2 separate regions of the Sus scrofa genome follow, and region 2 is linked to region 1. A link is a contact called in public Hi-C data. All regions are on one chromosome and are shown on one strand. Each heading gives the region's core, a stretch centred on a gene start, on an enhancer-like site or on the middle of the called end of the contact. The rest is flanking DNA. Distances are from core to core; before and after follow the strand shown. Region 1 holds the start of LOC102160998 (collagen alpha-1(I) chain-like). Region 2 holds the start of SNRNP35 (U11/U12 small nuclear ribonucleoprotein 35 kDa protein).

What was found. A called contact is a pair of places that touch in the nucleus more often than the background predicts.
Region 2: a contact with region 1 is called in a Hi-C map of skeletal muscle, with 7 times the contacts expected there. The contact joins the promoter of SNRNP35 here to the promoter of LOC102160998 in region 1. A contact is called at or near these places in 1 of 5 promoter capture datasets (liver), 7 of 47 Hi-C or Micro-C datasets (embryonic fibroblasts, fibroblasts, heart right ventricle and 2 more) and 2 of 2 datasets of contacts at active chromatin or transcription factors (alveolar macrophages and skeletal muscle).

What each region holds. Positions count from the first base shown.
Region 1 is chr14:29,420,730-29,426,795 of Sscrofa11.1, forward strand. It overlaps LOC102160998 (collagen alpha-1(I) chain-like), which reads right to left and starts at 3,772. Exons shown (of 2, transcript XM_005670587.3): 1 at 2,819-3,772; 2 at 584-1,458. The coding sequence starts at 3,750. The coding sequence ends at 1,440. RILPL1 (RILP-like protein 1) reads left to right here and starts at 3,391. Exons shown (of 7, transcript XM_001925355.7): 1 at 3,391-4,222. The coding sequence starts at 3,914.
Region 2 is chr14:29,474,640-29,480,811 of Sscrofa11.1, forward strand. SNRNP35 (U11/U12 small nuclear ribonucleoprotein 35 kDa protein) reads right to left here and starts at 2,412. Exons shown (of 2, transcript XM_003359089.4): 1 at 2,237-2,412; 2 at 1-58. The coding sequence starts at 55. It overlaps RILPL2 (RILP-like protein 2), which reads left to right and starts at 3,496. Exons shown (of 5, transcript XM_013982786.2): 1 at 3,496-3,546.

The DNA of each region.
Region 1 (6,066 bases), core at 2,522-5,021:
TTTTTCCTGCCCTGGTCCCAAGGCTTAGGCTGCAGGCTGGTGCTGTGGCTCCTCCACTCTCGCCCCCTCTGAGCAGACTCTCAGTAAGTCTTTGCTGACTTTAGGGCAAAGCTGTCCCAATCTGGGCCTTTGTTTTTTATTAGTTTGCCATGGGCACCCACCATGTTCAGCTCCATCCCTCCCAGCCTTGGGACCTTAGGTAAGTTATTCAACTTCCAGTAGCGGGGTTGAATGGTACCAGCCCTCCTGACACCCACCTCCCATAACATAACAAAAAAGCTACCCTCACATCCTAATTCCTGGAATTTCTCAATGTGATTGTGTCTTTTTTTTTCTTTTTTCTTTTTCTTTTTTTTTTTTTTGCCCGGGGCGTGGTCAGGGCACACCTTCAGCATAGGGAAACTCCCAGCCTAGGGGTCAAATCGGAGCTGCAGCTGCCAGCTTATACCACAGCCAACACTATGGGATCCGAGCCACTTCTGTGACCTACACTGTAGTTTAAAGAAACACCAAATCCTTAACCCACTGAGCAAGGTCAGGGATGGAACCCACATCCTCATGGATACTACTTCATGTCCTTAACCTACTGAGCTACAACAGGAAATCCTTGATCTTATTTTTAAAAGTGTCTATACAGTTATGATTAAGGATCTTGAGATGAGATCATTCTGGATTGTGTGAGTGGGTTCTACATCTAATGACAAGTACTTTTATAAGAGATACGCAGAAGACAGAGGCATAGAACACCATGTGAAGACCAAAGGCAGAGACTGGAATCACAACAGCCACAAGCTAAGGAAGCAGACAAAGGCAGAGACTGGAATCACAACAGCCACAAGCTAAGGAAGCCCAGAAGCTGGAAGAAGTGAGGAAGGACCCTCTGCTAGGACTATCAGAGGGCGTGCAGCCCTGCCAACACCTTCATTCAGATTTCTGGCATCCAGAACCGTCAGAGAATGCTTCTATTGTTTCAAGTCAGCAAGTCTGTGGCAATGTGCAGTAGCTACAGGAAATGAATGCCCTTCCCTGCTCCTCACTGTCCTTGATTTAGGATGGGGATAATCATAGGTCCACGTTTTTGAGTTGCTCTGCACAGATCTGACCCCGGTTTTATTATTATTTTTTTACTTTTTATTTATTTATTTTTCTTGCTTCACCCACGGCAGGCAGAAATTCCCAGGCCAGGAATCAAACCTGCACCATGGCAGTGACCCGAGCCACTGCAGTGATAATGCTGGATTCTTAACCTGATAGGCCACCAGGGAACTCCTAACCCCATTTCAGCACTTACCAGCTGCCTGGCCTCCGGGGTGAGTGATTTGACTTCTCTGTACCTCACTTTCCTCTTTTGTAAAGTAGGGATAATAATACCTCTTAGGATGCTGGATGGTAGCAGTTCTCAAATTTTTGCTCTCAGGGACCCTTTTCCGAGGGCACTCTTAAAAACCACTGAAGACCCTAAAAAGATTTTGTTAGATATGTTATATCTATTGATCTCTATTGTAAACTAGAAATTTAAACTGACAGTTCTTAAAAATATTGACTTATTTAAAACAGACACATAACATATTAACATGAATATTTTTAATAAAAAGTAATTATGCTCCGGAGTTCCCGTCGTGGTGCAGTGATTAACGAATCCGACTAGGAACCATGAGGTTGGGGGTTCAATCCCTGGCCTTGCTCAGTGGGGTAACGATCTGGCATTGCCATGAGCTGTGGTGTAGGTCGCAGACTCGGCTCGGATCCCGTGTTGCTGTGGCTCTGGAGTAGGCTGGCAGCTACAGCTCCAATTAGACCCCTAGCCTGGGAACTTCCATATGCCACGGGAGCGGCCCAAGAAATGGCAAGAAGACAAAAAAAAAAAAAAAAAAAAAATCAATTATGCTCCAAAACAAAAAGGTACCGAGGACTATAGCTGTGACATTGGTTCCTACTTTTGCATGTCTCTTTAATGTCTAGTTCCTTATTAGAGATCTGGATCTTCAAATCTCCATCTGCATATTCAGTCTATCATGATAGGCTGTGTAGTGTTAAGAATATGAAGAACATCTAGGCTCTCACTGATACATAGCTAGCAAAAGGGACCTCAAAGAGACTCTGGGTAGTGGGGAACCCCAGTGGTCCTTAGGCCACTTTTGAAAAGCCATGGAGTAAATGAGGAAATATTTATAATAGACCTAGAATAACATCTGGCACATGGTAAACACTATATATTTTTAAACTAAATATGAAGCAAATGCTCAGTGCATTTTAATTACTTAATTTATTAATTTTTTGCTTTTTAGGGCTGCACCTGCGGGGTATGGAAATTCCCAGGCCAGGGGTAGAATGGGAGCTGCAGCTGCCAGCCTACACCAGGGCAATGTGGAATCCCACCCCTGTCTGCGACCTACACCACGGCTCACAGCAATACCTGATCTTTAACCCACTCTCAGTACATTTTAAACTTTGAAAGTCTTCAGTTTTAATCCACATGTATCAGGTTGGGGTGGATTTTATAGCTACAAAGACATTAAAGGTTTTTTTTTTTTTTTTTCCTGCCTTCAAGGAGCTCACAATCTGATGGGGGAGGCTACCTGTAACTACGTTAAAACTCACTGTGCTAAGAGCAGTTTTATGGGAGTAGGCAGCAGGCTGTGTGGATGCAAAAGCAGGTCCCTAATTACCCATGCGTGAGGGTGCGAAGGGTGGGGTTGTGGGTTCAGGGAAGGCTCACCTGGGCGGGGATGGGTGGTCTGATGGACTAGCGGATTTAGCCAGGTCAAAAGAAAGAGGGCTCGGGACAAGAAAGCTGAAATCCAAACCCCGGCCTCACCTTCTCTGTGAAGTGGTGTTTATGTCATAAGGAGCCACTAATGGACGTGGCCCGGCAGGCAGCGTAGCCCGGCGGCTCAGGGACCAGAGGACCGCACCACTCTTCTGCCCTTCTCCCGGGCGCCTCTCCTGGAGCACAGGGCCTGGCGTCGCCAGGTCTGCCTGGTGACCAGGTCGGTGAGGCGGGTCCTCGACTCCCCACCCCATAGTCCACCTCCGGAACCCTCCTTTTCTCTCCAAAGCTGGGGCTGCCCGCTGACGCTGTGAATCGTCCAGAGACCGGCGACCCCCATCCCCACCGCCTCCACTCCCTCTCCTCCGGGCTAGTTTGACCCCTCCAGGCGGGAGTGGGAAAGGAGGAGCCAGGACCGGGCCCGAGGAGGGGGTGGCGCCTCCGGACACGCTGGGGGATCCGGCTGCAGGCGGGAAGGAAGGTCCCGCGGGTGGAGCTGGGGGTCCGGGGGGGCGGGGGGCTGCGGAGTCGGCGGGTGGGGGTGCGGTGCCCGTGGGGGCCCCAGGGCGCCCTCGGGCGGCGGAAGCTGGGCGCGCCCCTCTCCAGGCCGGGATCAGGGCGGGGCGCGTGGCATCCCTGCGGGGGGAGCCGGTCACCCAGCGTCGCCGCGGACAAAGTTTCCCGGAGGAGCCGCGGCCGCCCTTCCTTTCCAGGCCCCGGGCGTGTGGGCGAGCTTCGGGCGAGGACTGTTTCCGAGGGCAGTGGGGGCCCCCTCTCCAGCTAGACCCCGCGCCTCCATTGCGCCCAACTCGGATTCCCAACTTGGGAGGCGCCGCGGGCCTGCGCACGCGCGCGCTTTCCTCGCCTCCGTCTCCTCCTCCTTCTCCCCCCACTGGGGAGCAGGCTCTGGGCCGAGCGGGGCGCGGAGACCCGCACCCGGCGCGCTGACCTCTGGCTCCCGGCCGGTCGCCTCCGCCCATGCCGACGCCCGCCGCCCGCCCGGTGCGCCCTCGCCGGAGGACCAGCTAAGCGCGGGCCGGCGGCGGCAGAGGGAGGTGGGCCCGGCCCGGCGCTGCCCTCGACAGCGGCAAGTTTGGGAGTTGCACTAGTTTGCGGGGTGAGGGAGAGGCCGGGCGGGGGGCCATGGAGGAGGACCGGGGGTCGGCGCTAGCAGCCGAGTCAGCGCTGGAGAAGAATGTGGCGGAGCTGACCGTCATGGACGTGTACGACATCGCGTCGCTCGTGGGCCACGAGTTCGAGCGGGTCATCGACCAGCACGGCTGCGAGGCCATCGCGCGCCTCATGCCCAAGGTCGTGCGCGTCCTGGAGATCCTGGAGGTGCTGGTCAGCCGCCACCACGTCGCACCAGAGCTGGACGAGCTGCGCCTCGAGCTGGATCGTCTGCGCCTGGAGAGGATGGACCGCATCGAGAAGGAGCGCAAGCACCAGAAGGTGGGCAGTAGCCTCAGTCTGCCCATCCGGGCAATGGAGCAGCTGGGACCTAGGGGCCCTTTCGTATAGGACAACTGTAGGTGACACTTATGTGTACACAGAGAATAGGCAACAGGGATAGGGATGGAGGCCCCGGCCCTCTTTTGCCCAGTCTAGGGGACCTGGCATATACCACCCCCAGAGATTAAGGGTAGTTCTTTGGAGTCAGACCTAAGTTCCGGTCCTACTTTTACCATTTAATAGCTGTGTGACCTTGAGTAAGTTATTTAACCTCTCTGTGCTTTATTTCCCCACATATCAGATGGTGATACTAATAGGATCCACCTTTTAAGTATTAAATGGGGGGGAGTTCCCGTCGTGGCGCAGTGGTTAGCGAATCCGACTAGGAACCATGAGGTTGAGGGTTCAGTCCGTGCCCTTGCTCAGTGGGTTAACGATCCGGCGTTGCCGTGAGCTGTGGTGTAGGTCGCAGACGCGGCTCGGATCCTGCGTTGCTGTGGCTCTGGCGTAGGCCGGTGGCTACAGCTCCGATTGGACCCCTAGCCTGGGAACCTCCATATGCCACGGGAGCGGCCCAAAGAAATAGCAAAAGAAAAAAAAAGAAAAAAGAATTAAATGGGGGAGTTTCCTGGTGGCTAAGTGGGTTAAGGACCTGGTATTGTCACTGCTGTGGTGCACATTCAGTCCCTGTCCCAGAAACTTAAGCATGCAGGTGCAGCCAAAAAAAAAAAAAAAAAAAAAAAGTTAAAATGGCAAATTTAAAGGAAAAAAGAGAATTAAATGGGATGTTTTCTAAAGTACTTAGCTAGGAGTTCCCGCTGAGGCTCAGCAGGTTAAGGATCCAGCTGTCCCTGCAGTGGCTTGGGTTGCTATGTGGGAAGGGTTCGACTCCTGGCTCCAGAACCTCCACATGCTGCAGACACAGACAAAAAAATAATAAAAAATTGAGTGCTTAAGTAATGTTATTCTTTTCCAGAAATGAAATAAGTCCCTCTGCCCTTCAGTGTCACCTAAGAAGCTAGGACACCAGGCCCCTTTCTTCATCCTCCTCTAGAACCCTCCAGAGCCAAGAGGATATGACCTCTAGCCACTAAGCTCATTGACGCTCAGTCTCTGAGTTCCAGTTTGCAAATGGCTTTGCAGGGTTTCTTCGAGTCTATTAACATGAGGTGATTTTATCTTTAATCCTCACACAACTCTGTGAGGTAGGGACTGTTATCTTCATCTTATATATGAAGAAACAGGATCAGAGTGCGAGGATTTGTCTCAAGTTAGTGCTGACAGGGGATTTGTCTCAAGTTAGTGCTGACAGAGTCCCAGCCCTGGTGGAGGTCATTCTTGTGCCTCTTCTCTTGAAGGAGGATGATTTCAGGCAGTTTTATGCCCAAGCCTCTGCCTTGTAAAGAAGAATCCCTCTGGACTCAAGAATCAGGGCCTCCTCACTGGGCCTGGAGGCCAGACAAGGTGCCTGGGGAAAAGGAAGTGGGAGATGTGTGGTTTCCTGCCCCAACCACAGCCCAAGGAAGCTCTTGTCAGACCCTTCGGACTGAGAATGGGAGGAAATGCTTTTCCTTGAGGAGTCAGGGTGCCTGAGCAGGTTCTGTCTTGCTCTGTGGCCTCAGAAAATACACTGAGCCTCTCTGAACCTATCTGACCAGCCATCACCTACTGTGTGTACTTTGAGGTCTGTGTCTTTTCAAGGAGCAGAGCCTAGGCAGTCTTAACCTGAGGGCAGATCCTTAGGTGGTTAAGAGCACTAGTGTTTTGGAGGTTTGATTGTGTTTGTTCTCATAGGCCCCTATGCCCTGGGGTCAGATAGGAGATTCACACTCCCGAGAAAACCT
Region 2 (6,172 bases), core at 1,162-3,661, 53 kb after region 1:
TGCTGCCAGCTTTAAGTGGGTCGTACTCCTTGGCGATGGGCACCCAATCGTTCATGTTCTAGGGAGGAGCACAGTAAGCGTTTATGCAGCACCTACTACAAGCTATGCAGTTAATCCTTCCAACAACTCCATGAAGCAGATACTGTTATTCACCTCTTCTTCCAAAAGAGAAGGAGGTGGATTCTCAGAGGCTGAAGCCTCCTGGTTAGAAAGCAGGGGAGACAGTATCAAATCTGGGCGGAGGGCTCAAGGATGCCCTCACCCACTCTCTCGCCCTCCTCCTTGGAAGAAGCAGAAGGCAAAGGCCTGAGCTCAACACAGACGTATACCATCATGGTAGGATGCATACCAACTACGTTATGATGCTACAACATGGGTCAAAATCCAGGCTTGCCTTTCAGAGACTTAAAATGGTCATAGGGGAGTTACTATTGTGGCTCATTGGGTTAAGAACATGACTAGTATCCATGAGGATGCTGATTCGATTCCTGGCCTTGCTCAGTGGGTTAAGGATCTGGCACTGCCATGAGCTGTGGCACAGGTCATAGACGTGGCTCAAATCTGGCATGACTGTGGCTGTGGCCGTGGCCAGCAGCTGTAACTCTGATTTCACCCCTAGCTCGGGAACTTCCATATGCCGTGGGTGCGGCCCTAAAAAGCAAAAGGAAAACAAACACAAAAGGACCACTTCATTCAAAACTGAGAGGCAGGACATTATATCATCTCCCACCAAACTGTAAATGGAGGACGTATATGTGTGTCATCATTAGCGAGCAACTTTGGAAAAGACACTTCTCTGGTAACTTGTAAAAGGATGACGAACAGCTAGAACAAGGGAAGGAGCTTCAGATGGTTTTGGTCTGGCTTGGGCTCTGCCTCCAACTCACTTAAGGTTCTAATCTTACTTCCTACCTCCATCATAAGGTTGCAAGATAAAAACAAAAACCAAAGACCATAACAATTATAGTTAACTTGTCTTGAACACTTAGGAGGTGCCAGGCATTGTGCTAAGCACTTATCTCCCTTCACTTCTCAACAATACCAGGACACGTGTACTTCTGTTATTGCTATTTCAGATGTGGAAGGTGAGCTGCAAAAACGGCTGTCTTTTGTCCCAAAACACAGAAGTAGCCCAGCCAGGTAATGAGAACCAAGGGCTTTCTTGACTCCAGAAATTAAGTTCTTAACTATTTTCTTAGATGGCTGTCATAAAATATAAAGCTTTGGAGAGAGGGACAGGAAAAAGCTGACCAGGTCTGGGTTTTGAGGCTGAAAACCCCCACACTCTCCACCCCTGCAACCAAATGGGAGAGAAACCCCTTCCCCCATTCCACAAGCTCACAACGATCCACCAAAAATTTTTTGACATAATTGTACAAGGTCAGAAGTCCTGTTCAAAGCTTTAAGAGCTCTTCAAATTAAAATATGGAGAGAATTATAAAGGGATAAAATGAATTTTGTTTCCTTCCCGATCTGTATGCTCCTATCAATACTAAATACCAAGAAAACAGCGGGCTTCACGGCTTCTCATTCTTTCTTGCTGTATTTTCTCCGTTGCAACATTATATTGAGATTTCCTTCAACAATCTCTTTGAAATTTTATATTCTCGTCATTATTTCATTAACGAGGATGGGATGTGAAAGATGAATGGGGGGGGGGTGGAGATGGGTGCGTCAATGAACCATTAAAGACCGAAGGGCGGAAAGTGAAAAAGCGCAGGAATTAGAGTCAGAACACCCAGGTTTAAGACCTAGTGCAATCTTGGGCAAAATTTAAATCATCTGTAAAATGTTGCTAAGCGCCTCTTCACTGCATAACAGAAGGCCTACGAAAGTGTTTTATAATTATAAAGCATTATGTAAATAAAAGCTATTATTAAACAAGTAAACAGACAAGACACACCTCTCCAGGCTGATTATACATAGTAAAACACTCCCGCGCTTCCCAGGTGGGAAACTGAAGGCTGGCCCACAGGGCCCTCCGAGCACGCGCAGTGAGGCTATGGAAGCCAAGGCGGAAGTCTCTGTGATAGTCTATACTCCCAGTCCCCTCGCAGCACCTCGGTCTCTCGGCCGCCGGCCTTTCAGACTACCTCTCCCAGCCCCTCACCTTGTAGGTAGGCGCAAGACTGAAGGAACCATCCTGCCAACCAAGTTATAGCCCCCGCTCCCCGCAGCATAAACCCAAAAGGTCTCCCCATTTGCCCGGCTTCAACATGGCGGCCCACACACTAACCGACACACTGTCCAGGCGGAATTCCCTGGTCCTCCTCGCCTGGGTGGGCCCCGCTCCCACTAAACCGCTCTGGTTCACTTCAGAAGACTCGGGATTCCTTTCCCATGGAGACTGATGCCGAGCGTGGAGCGACGGTAGGTTCTTCCGGCCCGCCTGACCGGAACTTTACATCGGGAGCTACAGATTCGTCACGGGCCCTGATTTGGTTTTTGCTTTCATTTAAAAAATCTAATCGCATGCATTGAGCATCGAAGGCTCCATTGAGTATCGTCTCCAAAAAGAATGAACTTTTCGCTTTTCTAAAATTTTTCGCCAGGACAAAAAATGCTAAATTGAACAATTGAGTTGGAAGACTATCGAATGTGCTGCTAATCCTGTGAGATTCGCAGAATCGCTCTCCTTATTGAAGAGATCTTTGAGCGCCAGTGAGACTTTTCGTTCTCAGGTTCACTGTGAGAAATTGATTTTGTTTTGTTTTTTTTCCTTAGAAAATGCGTATGCTAGTTCACAAGGAAACTGTGTACGTATGTTTTCCCAGAGTTTTTCTAACCCCTAAATTTAACAAATTCGCTCCCCGCACAAGCAAAACAGTTCTTCAAAGTGAGCTCGGAAACAAGAATCGCGTGGAAGCGTGTTAAAATGCCGTTTTCCGAGCCTCACAGAGATCTCTGAATTCAGAATCTCTGAAAAAAATGTATTTTTTTGGAAAGTCCCCAAATGATTCTTTTTTTTTTTTTTTTTTTGTCTTTTTGCTATTTCTTGGGCCGCTCCCGCGGCATACGGAGGTTCCCAGGGTAGGAGTCAAATCGAAGCTGTAGCCGCCAACCTACGCCAGAGCCACAGCAAAGCGGGATCCCAGTCGCGTCTGCAACCTACACCACAGCTCATGGCATCGCCGGATCTTTTAACCCACTGAGCAAGGCCAGGGATCGAACCCTCAACCTCATGGTTCCTAGTCGGATTCATTAACCACTGTGCCACGACGGGAACTCCCCCAAATGACCCTTTAAGAACCCATGCCCAGATTTAAAACCAGGGCGTGGGAGGGGAGACCCATGTGGTCAGTAAATATTTATAGAGTAGATAGATGTATACATTCAGACTATGTTATGTTTCTTTTTTGTTAGGTCAGTGTATTCGGGTAGATTACGACTTGAACAACGAATTACTTGATACAGTTGTGCTTTCATAAATCTGATGATGAGTATCTCATGATGTTCTTCATTCACTCATTTTCTGATTCATTCTTACAAGTGGGTGATTTCTGCAAACAACTCATCTCATTTTGCTTCCAATCTTATTCTTAGAAGGTAAGCCAAATCACCATTTACTAAGGGTATATTACTGTTCTTTTTTTTTTTTTTTTTTTTTTGTCTTTTGTCTGTTGTTGTTGTTGCTATTTCTTGGAACGCTCCGCGGCATATGGAGGTTCCCAGGCTAGGGGTTGAATCGGAGCTGTAGCCACCGGCCTACGCCAGAGCCACAGCAACGCGGGATCCGAGCCGCGTCTGCAACCTACACCACAGCTCACGGCAACGCCGGATCGTTAACCCACTGAGCAAGGGCAGGGACCGAACCCGCAACCTCGTGGTTCCTAGTCGGATTCGTTAACCACTGCGCCACGACGGGAACTCCTATATTACTGTTCTTAGTCTTTATTGAATTTTGTACGTGAAGCAAAGGTCCTGAATATCTATAGCTTTCTTTATAGTACCTTTTCTTTTCTTTTCTTTTCTTGCTTTTTAGGGCTGAACCCATGGCATATGAAAGTCCCCAGGCTAGGTGTCGAATCAAAGCTGCACCTGAGGCCTACACAACCACAGCAACACTTCAGCCAAACTACATCTGTGACCTACATCACAGCTTGAAGCAATGCCAGGTCCTTAACCCACTGAACGAGACCAGGGATAGAACCACCATCATGGATACTAGTCGTCTTCTTACCAGGTGAATCATAAGGGGAACTCCATATAGTACGTTTTCTTAAAATTCATTAACAAAATGTATTGAGTTTAAAAATGAGCCATATCTATAGTTTAAACATTTATATTTAAAAATATGTGTGTATGGTATATACATGCAGTTGAATACTGTTCAGCCTTAAAAAGGAAGGAAATTCTGATAATTGCAACTTGGATGAACCTGGAAGACATTATGCTAGGTAAAATAAGCCAGACACAAAAGGACAAGTATTTTATGGTTCCACTTATAAGAGGGACCTAGAATAGTCAAATTCATAGCAAGAGAGAGTGATTTCTCTTTCACTTTCAATAGTGATTGCTAAGGCCTAGGGGTTGGAGGAAGGAGAATCATTGTTTTATGAGTACAGACGTTCAATTTGGGATGATGAAAAGAGTTCTGGTAGTGGATGGTGATGGTTACCTAATACTGTGAATGTACTTAATGCCACTTCACTGTGCTTAAAGATGGTTAAAATGGTTTTATGTTATGTGTATTTTACCACAATAAAAGTGTTGTTAATTAGATCTGTGTACCCCAGTAGCAACAAGCACCACCTAGCACCCAGATCTTGGTTTCTAATGTCATTCTCCAGTAAAAGCAACTAGAGTACCTTGGAGAAATGGCTGATTCTAGGACTGGGGCAAGAAATACACAAGGTGAACTTGGAACAACATGTAATGCCAGGAAGTAAAGAAGTATTGAAAACAAACCAAAAAACCCACCAATGATGACATCAAAGGGACACAGGAGCTAATTGAGAGACCTTCCAACAGCCAGAGAGGAACAAGTTGAGCAACAAAATAGTGTTATAGTATAACCCAAAATATAAAATAAATATCTATGAGTCTATACTGATATAAATAAATGATTAAATAAATAAAATGCATAGGAGTTCCCATCGTGGCGCAGTGGAAATGAAACCAACTAGGAACCATGCAGTTGTGGTTCAATCCCTAGCCTCGCTCCGTGGGTTAAGGATCTGGCGTTGCCATGAGCTCTGGTGTAGGCTGCAGACGTGGCTAAGATCTGGTATTGCTGTGACTTTGGCCTAGGCCAGAGGCTATAGCTCCGATTCCACCCCTAGCCTGGGAACCTCCATATGCTGTGGGTGCAGCTGTCAAAAAGGACAAAAAGACAAAATAACATAAAATGCATAGAGGAGACATGTCTCCCATGCAGAACCCCAAATAATTTCTCTAGATAACTCCTCTCTCAAGAAGGTGGAGCGTAAGTCCCCACCCCTTAAGTGTGGGCAGAGTATAATGACCTTCATCTAAACAATACAGTATGGAAAAGGGAGAGGGAAGACTTCATGGTGGGGAAACCTGACCAATAGTGCCTCAGCCAGGTGATCAAGGTCAACATCAACAGTATAAGTCACTGGACTTCCCCTCGTGGAGCAGCAGAAGTGAATCCAACTAGGAACCACGAGGTTTCAGTTTTGGTCCCTGGCCTCGCTCAGTGGGTTAAGGATCCGGTGTTGCTGTGAGCTGTGGTGTAGGTCGCAGACGAGGCTCGGATCCCACATTGCTGTGGCTGTGGCACAGGCCAGCAGCAACAGCTCCAATTAGACCCCTAGCCTGGAAACCTCCATATGCCGCAGGTGCAGCCCTAAAAAGACAGAAAGACAAAAAAACAAAAACAGTATAAGTCACTACTATGTATGTTTGATATGATGTGATGAAAATGGCACTTTACCTCTGTGGTTTTCCTACCCCAAACCCATAACCCCAGTCTAATGTGAGAAATATGTGAGACAAATCCCAAGGAACATCCTACAAGATACATGCAGTCCTCCTCAAAACTGGCAAGATCGTGAAAAGCAGAGAAAGTCAGAAACTGTCATGGCCAAAAGGAACCTAAGGAGACATGAGGACTAAATGGTAATTCCTAGAGGGATTCCTGGAGCAGAAAAATGATACAATGGGAAAACAGGAAATCTAAATAAAATATGGACTTTAGTTAATGATGTTC